Linked DNA regions of Gossypium hirsutum: all the other regions are linked to region 1. Evidence: chromatin contacts called from public Hi-C data. All regions are on one chromosome and are shown on one strand. Each heading gives the region's core, a stretch centred on a gene start, on an enhancer-like site or on the middle of the called end of the contact. The rest is flanking DNA. Distances are from core to core; before and after follow the strand shown. Region 1 holds the start of LOC107886300 (protein C2-DOMAIN ABA-RELATED 9). Region 2 holds the start of LOC107886292 (protein ESMERALDA 1). Region 3 has its middle 140 kb from the start of LOC107886291.

Region 1 (3,310 bases), core at 400-2,899:
AATATGGGTCCTGTCCACATTTATTCCGACCTAAGTCTGGATATATTTCAGTTTTTAGCCCACTATTAATTATAATTCTAAGGCTAAAGTATTAAAAAAGCTCTTTTAAAATAATTTTAAAAAAAAATCAATTGATTCATTTGTCAAAAAGTGCAATCAATTGAGTCCTTAATCAAAAGTTAGCAATCAATTAAGCCATTAGAATATGGTTTTCTATCAAGCCCCAAATGGACCATTGAGTGCTAATGTGGTAATTGATGTGTAAAAATAATGATGGTGGTGACTATCATGGCATTTGATGTGGAAAAATGGTAACATGGATGGCTTAATTGATCTTAATTATTTTTCTTGGGCTTAATTGAATTTTAATTATTTAAGTTTCAAAATTGTTAAATCTTATAATTTTTTCTTGGAAAAAATAAAAATTATAGAAAAACTATAAATGTTATTAAATATTAAAAAATTATAAAATATTATTAATATGTTATGAAAAAGATATCAAACTGTTATATAAATAATATAAAATTATAGAACTTATAAAATAAAATAAAACTATAAGAAATTATATAAATATATATAAATTAATTTTAAAAAGTTATAAAAACTTATTAAAAGTATTAAAAAGTTATAAAAATTATAAAATTGTAATAAAATTGTAGAAAATTTTTGTTATTTGGAGTGCTTGGATTTGGTTTTAATGGTGAACTTGAAGTGTGATGGTGATAGACTTGTATAGGGTGCTGAGTAGGAGGTCCAAGAGGCAATGAGTTTAGTGTTTGGTGATTGAAGATGAGTGGTGAGTAATTATTTTAGTTGAGAAGACGCGACGAGAGGGAAGTTAATAAGAATAGATTTAGGTATGATGTAGGACTGTGTGTGAAACAAAACAAAAAAGAGTAATATTTTAAAAAAAAGTTTTAAAAAATATTAGAAATTATAAAAATATAAAAATTTATGAAAACAATAGGCTTAAGTTGAGATATGAGTGCTCATTTGTGAAATAACAATAGGCAATTGTCAACTTGTTCTAGGAAAAAAAAAAAGAAGCGCTCTGGGTAATACAATAGCAACCGATTTTAACATGAGTACTCATTTGGGAACGAGTACTTGATTGTAAATTTTGAGAATTTTTTCCAACATAACTTTTCAGACCTTTTGAAGCATTGAGCAGAAGTATAGTTAAAAGTAGAAAGTAACACAATCAAATTTCTCCTAAGTTGAGAGGGGATGAAGGAAACACAACAAACCTGTTGAGTGGTGGTGATGACAACATAAGGATCACTGCTAGACGCTATCTTATCACGAATAATAAGATTGTAGCCTCTTCGAACCCTAATTCTGAGAAGTCCCAACGTATCCATTGCAACAAACACGTTGTTTTTTTTCTAGATATTACAATCCAAACAAAACAATAATCTGAAACAACTTTCTTTTACTTCCTTTTTCTTGGAAGAATACCAATGTATTGGAATAAAAATAATAAACTTGACAAATGAGAAACAAATCGTTTGGAATTGGAAGGAATCTTTAATTTCCACTGTCTATAGACTCGACCTTCTTTCTAGCGTCTTGTGGTTCATTCATTTTTAAAAAATATAACAGAAAATGTCAAAATCCATAATCAATGAACATCTAAATTTTAGAAAGATGAGTGGTTCACCGCTTTCTTGCCTATTTATGTCATCATCTTGATCACAACAAGTTTACAATAAATATTAACCATTGGTGTTGTTTTAAACTTTTAGTTAATTAAATTAGAATATAGAAATTAAATGACTACTTCCAAAATTTATATGTTTGTATATAATATATATAGGCATATGATATAATTGATGTGAAATTATACAATTTATAAAATTTTTTATTGAGATGTGTCACCTGGTAAAATTTAACTTATATGTTTGAATATAATATATGTAAGGCCCAATTTTGGCCCGGGCCTTTATAAACACAAAACAAAAAAAGGAGAGAATAAATTATAATAAAAGTATTATAAAGTCTAATTTTAAATAGTCCAGGGCCCAAAATTAAAACCTAAATTACAAATGGTCCATAGCCCAAACCCAATACAAGCCCAAATAAACCTAGACCCAAAATTACATTGGCCCAAACGGCCCAAAATACTTTAGAAACATAAACCCTAGGGTTTCTACCTCTTGCGCCGCAGCCAGGCCCCAACCGCCAGTGCCGTACGGCCTCCTGGCACCACAGCCACCCCCACGCCTCCATACGCCAGCGCACAGCCCCCGTACACGCGCCACACACACCCCGTAGCTGCAAAAAGGGACAAAAACAACAGCAAAACAAAGAAAGAAGGGACAAAAAGATTGTATTTTTTTTAGTTTTCATCATTTGGCTATAAAGCCAAAAACTTTGTCATTGTAATTTTTTTATGCACAATATACGCGCATTGAAATACAAAAAAGCAACCAAAAATCAAAACGTGATTTTCAGATTTGGTTCTTCTTTTCCGATTGTTTTCCTCTTCGTTTTTTGTTTCTTTGGTTTCACATACTGTGTATTTTGAGTATAAAAATTGTAAAAGGAAGTAAAGAGGTTTACCTATACGAACGAACCAGTGGAGTCCTTATTTCCTTCGCTTTAATCGTAGTCGAGATGGGATTTTGGGTTTGAAATCGGTGGTCCTTAAGGCAAGGACCTAAGCAGGGTTAGCGAGCGAGCAGATCTCCCTCCGTTGATCACCATTCGGGGTGGTCAAATGGCGGCTAGGGTCTTTTGAGGCTCGTACAAAGGAGGAGGTTAGGGTTTGGAGCAATGAGGGGATACGGTATAAAGGGGGTTTTATATGTGCGTGGGAACGGCGTCATTTAAGGCTTGTTCCCATGGCCTCAAAAATGACGTCGCATAAGCCTATCTGACCCGACCCGATCCTTTGCCCCTAGGGTCCGCGCATTTCCGTGGAGAGGGAATATTTGCGCGTTGGTCCTTCCTTTTTCGTGCTAACATTCAATTAGGCCCTGTCCACATTTTCTTTATTTTTTTAATTTATCCCTGGGATTTGTGCGTCATTGCAGCTTAACTTGTGTCTAAACACTGCGTTTTGGGATCTGGAATATTTCCAGATTTGATCCCTGTGAATTCGCACGTGTCACACGTTGGTCCCTATTTTTATCCCAATAATTTATTTTATTTACATATTATCCCTTTTATTTTAAACTTATTTTAATTAAATTTATTATCTATATAATGCTTATTTTTAAAATAATTAATTTAAACCTTTTTTATGTGTCGAGATTACTTTATTAATTTCACTTTGTTAAAAAATTATGGTTTTAAAATCTTCACGTTA
Region 2 (3,310 bases), core at 233-2,732, 800 kb before region 1:
AAAGATCTTTTAAGTTTGGCTTAATGGCAAAACTGGCCACTAATATTTGCATGTTTTGTCAAAATGACCCTAATTGTATTTTTGAGCATTTTTTATCATCAACTTTTTTTTTCAAACTGTTTTTTCTAACAAATTTAATGAAAGTAATGTTAACAAAGTTAATAAGGATGGTGTGAAATTTCATATGTAGAATATTTTTAATGAGATGTATTACATAAATAACCCTATAAGTTAATTACATGTAAAAAAATAAAAAAATAAATAATACATTAAATTAAAAAAACTCTTAATTTAAAGAAAATAAATGTAATTATCTAAAAAAATTAACTCAGTAGAAAAACTTCTCAATAAACAAATATATAAAAGATTGAAACTTTTTTTTAAAAAAATTTGAATTCATTAAATTTATTAGAAAAAATAGTTTAAAAAAATTAAAAGTTGATGGCAAAAAAAATTTCAAAAATACAATTATAACTATTTTAATAAAATATGTAAATATTAGTAACTAAATTTATCTTTAAACTTTTTTCACAAGATGACTTCACTGTGATGCCATAAAAATAAAGTGAAAAAAAAGAGTAAATTCTTCTAAGTCGATGCTTGAACCCAATACCAATTATAGCATTGTCTGATTTTTTATTTTAGGAAACCAATTTCCAATAAAAGCATTTTATAGGAGATCAATATTGATGGAGAAAAACTTAATTAGCTAGTAATTAAACCACGATATCCAAATTAAGTCTCCCTTTCTTAATTGAAAAATCTGAAAAGTAAAATTATGAGAAGAAAAAGAGATAAAAGCTTATGAAATACACAATGCAAGGTGTTTAATTACAATAAGAGTAAACTATAAATATAGTCACTTTTATTTGTCTCAGATTATAGTTTAGTTATTAGCATTTGAAATATTACGTTTTAATTATTTATGTTATCATTTTGTTACGAAGTAGTCATCCTACCGTTAAATTTCATTACTTCCCTAATGGCTGTCCTATGTGGCAGTTCAAATTAAATTTATTTAATTAAAAATATATTTTCATCCTAACAATTGGATATCTAAGTTGATATTTAAAACTTATTTAGACTACTACATAGGACTGTTGTTAGGGAGGTAGTAGAGTTTAATAGTAGAGTGACCACTTTATAACAAAACGATCAAATAACTAAAATACTTAAATTATTAAAATATAATCTTAAGTAAATAAAAATGACTATTTTTATAATTTATCCTTAATAAATAAAAAATATTGACCAAAACTTCCATTTTAACTTCAAAACGTCAAGATTGATGCCTAAGAATGAAGTAAGAAGAATGGAATGAAGTAAGAAGAACGGAGTTTTTTCAATAAAAAAAAGAAAAAAGAGAGAGGATAAAACATGTGATGTGAGTGAGTTTGGAATAAAAAAGAACACTTTTCCCTTCCAAACACACCTCCTATTATTATTTTCCCTCCCTCCCTCCCACCCTCCCTCCCAAACACCACTTGCACGTGCTATCCTCTTTCTCTCCCCTTTCCTTTCGATCACTACAAACATCCAATTTACACCCAAAAATTCAAATAAAGAAAAGAAAAAAAATTCCTCTTCGGCTCTTACTCTATCTTTTCTTTTCTTTCTCTCGTCCCCACCAACAGGAGAGAAAGGAAAAAGAAAATACAAAGCTTTCATCTTCCTCTATAACGTAACCATTAAAGGTGAAATATATATATATAGAATTTAAAATAAACAGAGAAACAATTTCTTCTTTCCTTTTTTTTTTGTTTTTTCAAATGCACGCAAAAAATAGGATTCCAAGTAGCGGCCACAGCACCCCATCACCGCCGGCGTCACCACTACGGTCACCGAGGTACCGCCACGGAAGGAAGTCGGGTCGGTTTAGCCCGTTCCAACCGGGGCGGACCATAGCCCACCGTCTCGCTTGGTTACTTCTTTCGGTTCTTCTTCGTCGACAAGGGATTTTTCTCTTTGCTCCTCTCATTTACATCTCTGGGATGCTTCTTTACATGGGCACCGTTTCTTTTGATGTGGTTCCCGTTATTAAACACCGACCCGCACCCGGCTCTGTTTACCGGAGTCCCGAGCTTTATGAGAAGCTTAAAATTGATATGAATGCCGATAATTCCTCTGCTGATGCGGTGAGTCACTTATTTTTTATTTGTTCCTTTTTACTCAATTCTGATGGCTTCTTGGATCTTATTATTGCGGGTCGAGTTTTTTTTTTTGTAAGATTTTCACTTTTGGCTCGGATTTGTCTTTTGAACCATTTTGAATTTCGAGTTTTTGTTTCATTTCTTTTCCTTCTTGGTTTGGATCTTGGTAGAATTTGAGGGACTTGGATAATATAGTTGCCTTTTTTCTGTTGTGTTATTGATAATGTGTTAGACTTTAGATTTCCGAATATTTCCTTGAAATTTAGAAATACGGTAAAGATTTTAAAATTTTTTTCTCATTTTGAAGATTACCGAGAAATAGAATGCTGAATCAAGGAATCATTTTTAGCATTATTCCTTTTTTTGTTAATAAAAAAATCACTGTTGGTTGCTGAGGAAGTAGACCCTTGTGTCTTGTTGTACATGTTTCATTTCCAGCTGTAACAATCTTTGGGATCGTATCTGGATCTGAAGAACATGGAAACTGCATTTCTTTATATATTGTAGTAAAAATAATTGCAGCTTAAGTGAATTGAATCCAGAAGCTTCCGTTGATTGATTTAATCTTTAGGTAGAGCAGCACTGGTGGATTGTTGATGACTTGCTTCTTCTAAATCTAACTTGATTATTAGATATTAGTCTTTTACAGAAGCGGAATATGAATAAATCAAATCACTTTATTACCAGAACACTAGGATGGTAAACAGTTGCTATGGTTTCTTTTCATAATTGGGCTCATTTCTTCTTTGCATGTATCAGTGTCTGACTTTATGCTCTTTCTGTTTTAAACTTTCTCGGTCTGCTTCTTAAGGGCAATATGAATTACAATACAATCTAATTATACTTTCATATCTAACTTTTTGTAGTGTTCTATACTGCAACAGCTGCACGGTGAAGGCTTTGTAGATTTTAAATTGATTATTGAGATTTACATCTGATGCTTATTCATTATTTGTTATTATATCTTCCCTAAACTTATTGAATTTGTTGTAGATTTCGACTATTTGGAAAAATTCCTACAAAGGAGGGGAGTGGAGGCCTTGTGTAAACAAGTCATTGGAAGGTATGGAACTATGTCTTATTCCCTTTGTTTTGTTTAAGAAGGTTATTATAATTTTTCTGCAGCTTCGTTGATATTAATTAGATTCTTCTAGTTTTCT
Region 3 (3,310 bases), core at 578-3,077, 540 kb before region 1:
ATCTCACAACATATCTTTACATGGGTATAATGATCTTTTTAGCCCTTCAACTTTATAAAAAAAGTTATTTTAGTCTTTTATTTTATTTTTTGTATCTTTTAGCTCTTGAATTTATATTTTTTTGTCAAATTACCCTAAAATTATTGAAAAAGTTAATGTTTATTAACTTTGCTGAAATGGCATATATGTGGATTGCCATGAACATGACATACCAACATTTAATTAATTTTAAAATTTTAAAAATAGTTTTTTTATATAATTTTTATAAATCTTTAAAGTTTTTAAAAATTAAGTAAATGTTGATGCGTCATCTATGTGACAATTCATTTATATACAACATTAGAAAAGTTAAAAACGTTAATTTTTTCATTGGGCTAAAAAAAGATAAAAAATTAAATAGAGAGAAAAAATGACTTTTTTTTTATAAAGTTAGAAGGTCAAATAAATCATTATGCATTTACATTATTATATTGCAACACAATCAATAAATATGGCAATTATTTTACTTTTAAAATTGTCTTTAAAAGATGATTTTTTCGATGGTTTCTTCCGACGAGAGTGATGGGGATAAGGTGAGATTGGTTGAGGATGTTATCACCAAAAAAGTTTGCCTTAAGGAACAGGGAATTGAAACGGATGTTGGAATGGCAATGGATTTGAACCCTGATCCACCATTATCTTGGAAAGAAAGATTAATGGGAAAAGGATCTGTTGAAGTGAAAAACGAAATGTGGTAACGAGCTTGGGAATAGAAGATGATTTTTGATTTTGAGGAAGGGGACATTACGAGGTCTTTTGTTAATGGCATACCCTCGATTGTCTTCTTGGAGAGGGTCCAACACTTATTAGTTACGAATATGGCTAATACAGTTGTGATCAAGCTCTTAAGTCGAAATATTAGCCACACGAATATAAAAGAATAAGCTGTCAACCCTCTCAAAAACTTCTTTGTCATTCCAACTCATGGATATTAAAAATGGATACTTTTTCACTAAATTCTGGAGCAATGAAGATTATGAAAAAATATTGTGCCAAGGTCCTTGGGTTATCTACGGACAATATTTAATGGTACAACCATGGACTATAGATTTCAATCCTGCTCAATCTTTTCCAAGTTTTGTAATGTCATGGATATGCTTTCCAGGTCTTCCGAGTCATATGTATAACCCAAAGATTTTGTGGGAGATTGGAGCAATGATGGGAAAACTTGTGAAGCTAGACTTTAAGACAAATTTTGGAGCAAGAGGCCGTTTCGCTCGTATGGCGGTTTCTGTGAATTTGGATAAGCCATTGGTATCCCAAGTTTAGATTAATGGAATTTTTCAATGGGTAGAGTATGAAGACTTGCCAATGGTCTACTTTCTGTGTGGCCGATATGGACATGTGAAAGACCTTTTTCCAAAAGAGGAAACTGCTCCAAGGGTTGATGGGAAGGGATCATCGAATGGTGGAGGAACTCTGGGCACTGATGCGGTCATGGTGGAAGATGATGGAATGAATGAAGGAGGGGTTTAGGGTCCATGGATCACCGTTGAGAGGATACAACGTCGTAATCCTAGGGATTTTTGGAAAAATAGCAACATAAATTCAGTGATTAATATTGGAGAATCAAGTTTTAGCATTCTTGCTGTCGTTAATGAAAATAAAGGAAACAAATCTGATTTAGAGGTTGTGCAGGAGGGAAATGATAAAGAGGTGTAGCGACAAGGGCTTAAAGGACATCAACAGTATGCTGGAAATGATAGGAAAGAATCTAGGCAGGCCAGTGCAGTGGGCTTTTGTAATAAAAAGGGAGCAGTGGGCTCACTTTCAAAAATTCATGGGAAAGAGGTGGCCCAGGCTAATGATATGGGTTTTGTTAATTTGGTTAATAGGTCGGCGGCTGCTATTGAGGATTGTGGGGGTCCTTCTAAATCAATTTTAGCCCAGCTGGAAAAAGGTGGTTTGAATGCAGCTACTATCGTCCATGCAGGTTTCAGTAGTAGTCTAGGTGAGTCGATCGGTGCAAGTGGCAGTAGGCCAGTTGAAGCTTCTACAACAAATTTGTTTTTTCATTTTAATCCAATTTTTGAAGGGCCTTAGGGTGGCGGTGGCATTAAAAGAAGACGTACTAGATCCCTTAAAACATTCGGCGATGGTATTTAAAGAAAATGCTAATATGAACCAACTGGAAGGGTTGGATAGTAACCGAGTTGAAGTGTTGGATGGTGTTGAGAGAAGTACTCAAGGCCGATTTGTTAAAAGTAAAGCTGATGGTGCTAAGAATGGTATGAAGCTTAACAAGACAATTCGGGATCGAGGAAACCAGTTCAAGATATCAAGTAATAAAGGGGTCCTAATTTCGGATTCCATTGATAATATGGTGAACAGTATGTAATAACCCACCCGACGAAGGCTTTAATATGGTTACCGTTTATTGGACTAAGCGTAGTTTTGGTTAAGTATTAGTTGTCATTGGCGAATCCTATGTTTTAGCGAGATCTATAGATTGGTGGATTCTTTTGTTGAGTATATGCCACTCTAGATGTTTTGACGAAGATATTAAATTCATAGTTTAATAGATTTTTTTGCTATTTTAGAAAGACTATTTAATTAATCTAGTCAGAACAGGTTAGAATGGAACTATGATACTATAGTTGATAAGACTTAAATTATAATAAGTGCACTTAATCACGAGAGCCAAGGGTGTTAGTGGAATAATCTTATTCTTCCACTAAACCTTGTCTCCGTGCTTAAATATATAAGAGTATCTGTGTCTTGACCAATAAACTTTGCATTTTCTTTGCATTCGTCTTCTTCTTGATTTTCTCTAATTCTCTTTTAAAAGCTTAAGCCCAAAAATCTTTCTGAAGTTGGGTTCACTGTACTTAGCCAACTCCCACATTTGTTTTTAATTCTCTGGTAAATATTGATGAACCCTAGGTTATTTTCATAGTTATATACATACTATTAATTCTGCTTGCATGTTTGGATTCAATTGTGTAATGATTTGTTAAGCTTAATCATCCATATTTTAGCTTAAGATGTTATAGAAGGTCCGACTGGCAAAGGAAAAGGTCCTACCATCTAGACTTTGTTGTATTTTTGATGAGTTTCTTCTTACTTACATGTGTGTATAATATTCTTGTTTTATATTTCATGTAAGGTAAGTACTTATACTCTGTAAAGGTGTAATGTGTATATGAGAAAGGGTGTTCAAGAGTTGTTAGTTAGAGTCTGTTATGTTTATGTTAAAGCGTAAGAACCATTCTTCATGCTTAAGCCACAACCTTCTGCTTCTGACAAGAATGATATGGACTGATTCCTGGAA

What was found. Hi-C and Micro-C count contacts between places; a contact is called where the count stands out from the background.
Region 2: a Hi-C map of leaf shows a contact between it and region 1, with 2.5 times the contacts expected there. The contact joins the promoter of LOC107886292 here to the promoter of LOC107886300 in region 1. A contact is called at or near these places in 6 of 34 Hi-C or Micro-C datasets (callus, hypocotyl and leaf).
Region 3: a Hi-C map of leaf shows a contact between it and region 1, with 2.2 times the contacts expected there. The contact joins the enhancer-like site here to the promoter of LOC107886300 in region 1. A contact is called at or near these places in 10 of 34 Hi-C or Micro-C datasets (callus, fibers, hypocotyl and 2 more).

The regions. Positions count from the first base shown.
Region 1 is chrA03:88,183,347-88,186,656 of Gossypium_hirsutum_v2.1, reverse strand. LOC107886300 (protein C2-DOMAIN ABA-RELATED 9) reads right to left here and starts at 1,649. Exons shown (of 3, transcript XM_016810200.2): 1 at 1,248-1,649. The coding sequence starts at 1,361. It overlaps LOC107886299 (a long non-coding RNA gene), which reads right to left and starts at 3,030. Exons shown (of 2, transcript XR_001680706.2): 1 at 2,563-3,030; 2 at 1,973-2,274.
Region 2 is chrA03:88,986,614-88,989,923 of Gossypium_hirsutum_v2.1, reverse strand. LOC107886292 (protein ESMERALDA 1) reads left to right here and starts at 1,482. Exons shown (of 10, transcript XM_016810191.2): 1 at 1,482-2,135; 2 at 3,144-3,213. The coding sequence starts at 1,770.
Region 3 is chrA03:88,726,703-88,730,012 of Gossypium_hirsutum_v2.1, reverse strand. No RefSeq gene overlaps it. Among protein-coding and RNA genes, the nearest start is that of LOC107886291, 140 kb to the left of the region's middle. Within about 2 kb of position 1,827, at least 7 of the 9 cell types and tissues checked have an H3K27ac peak or open chromatin away from gene starts, as enhancers often do. A contact at or near this core is called in fibers, hypocotyl and leaf, where this site is marked.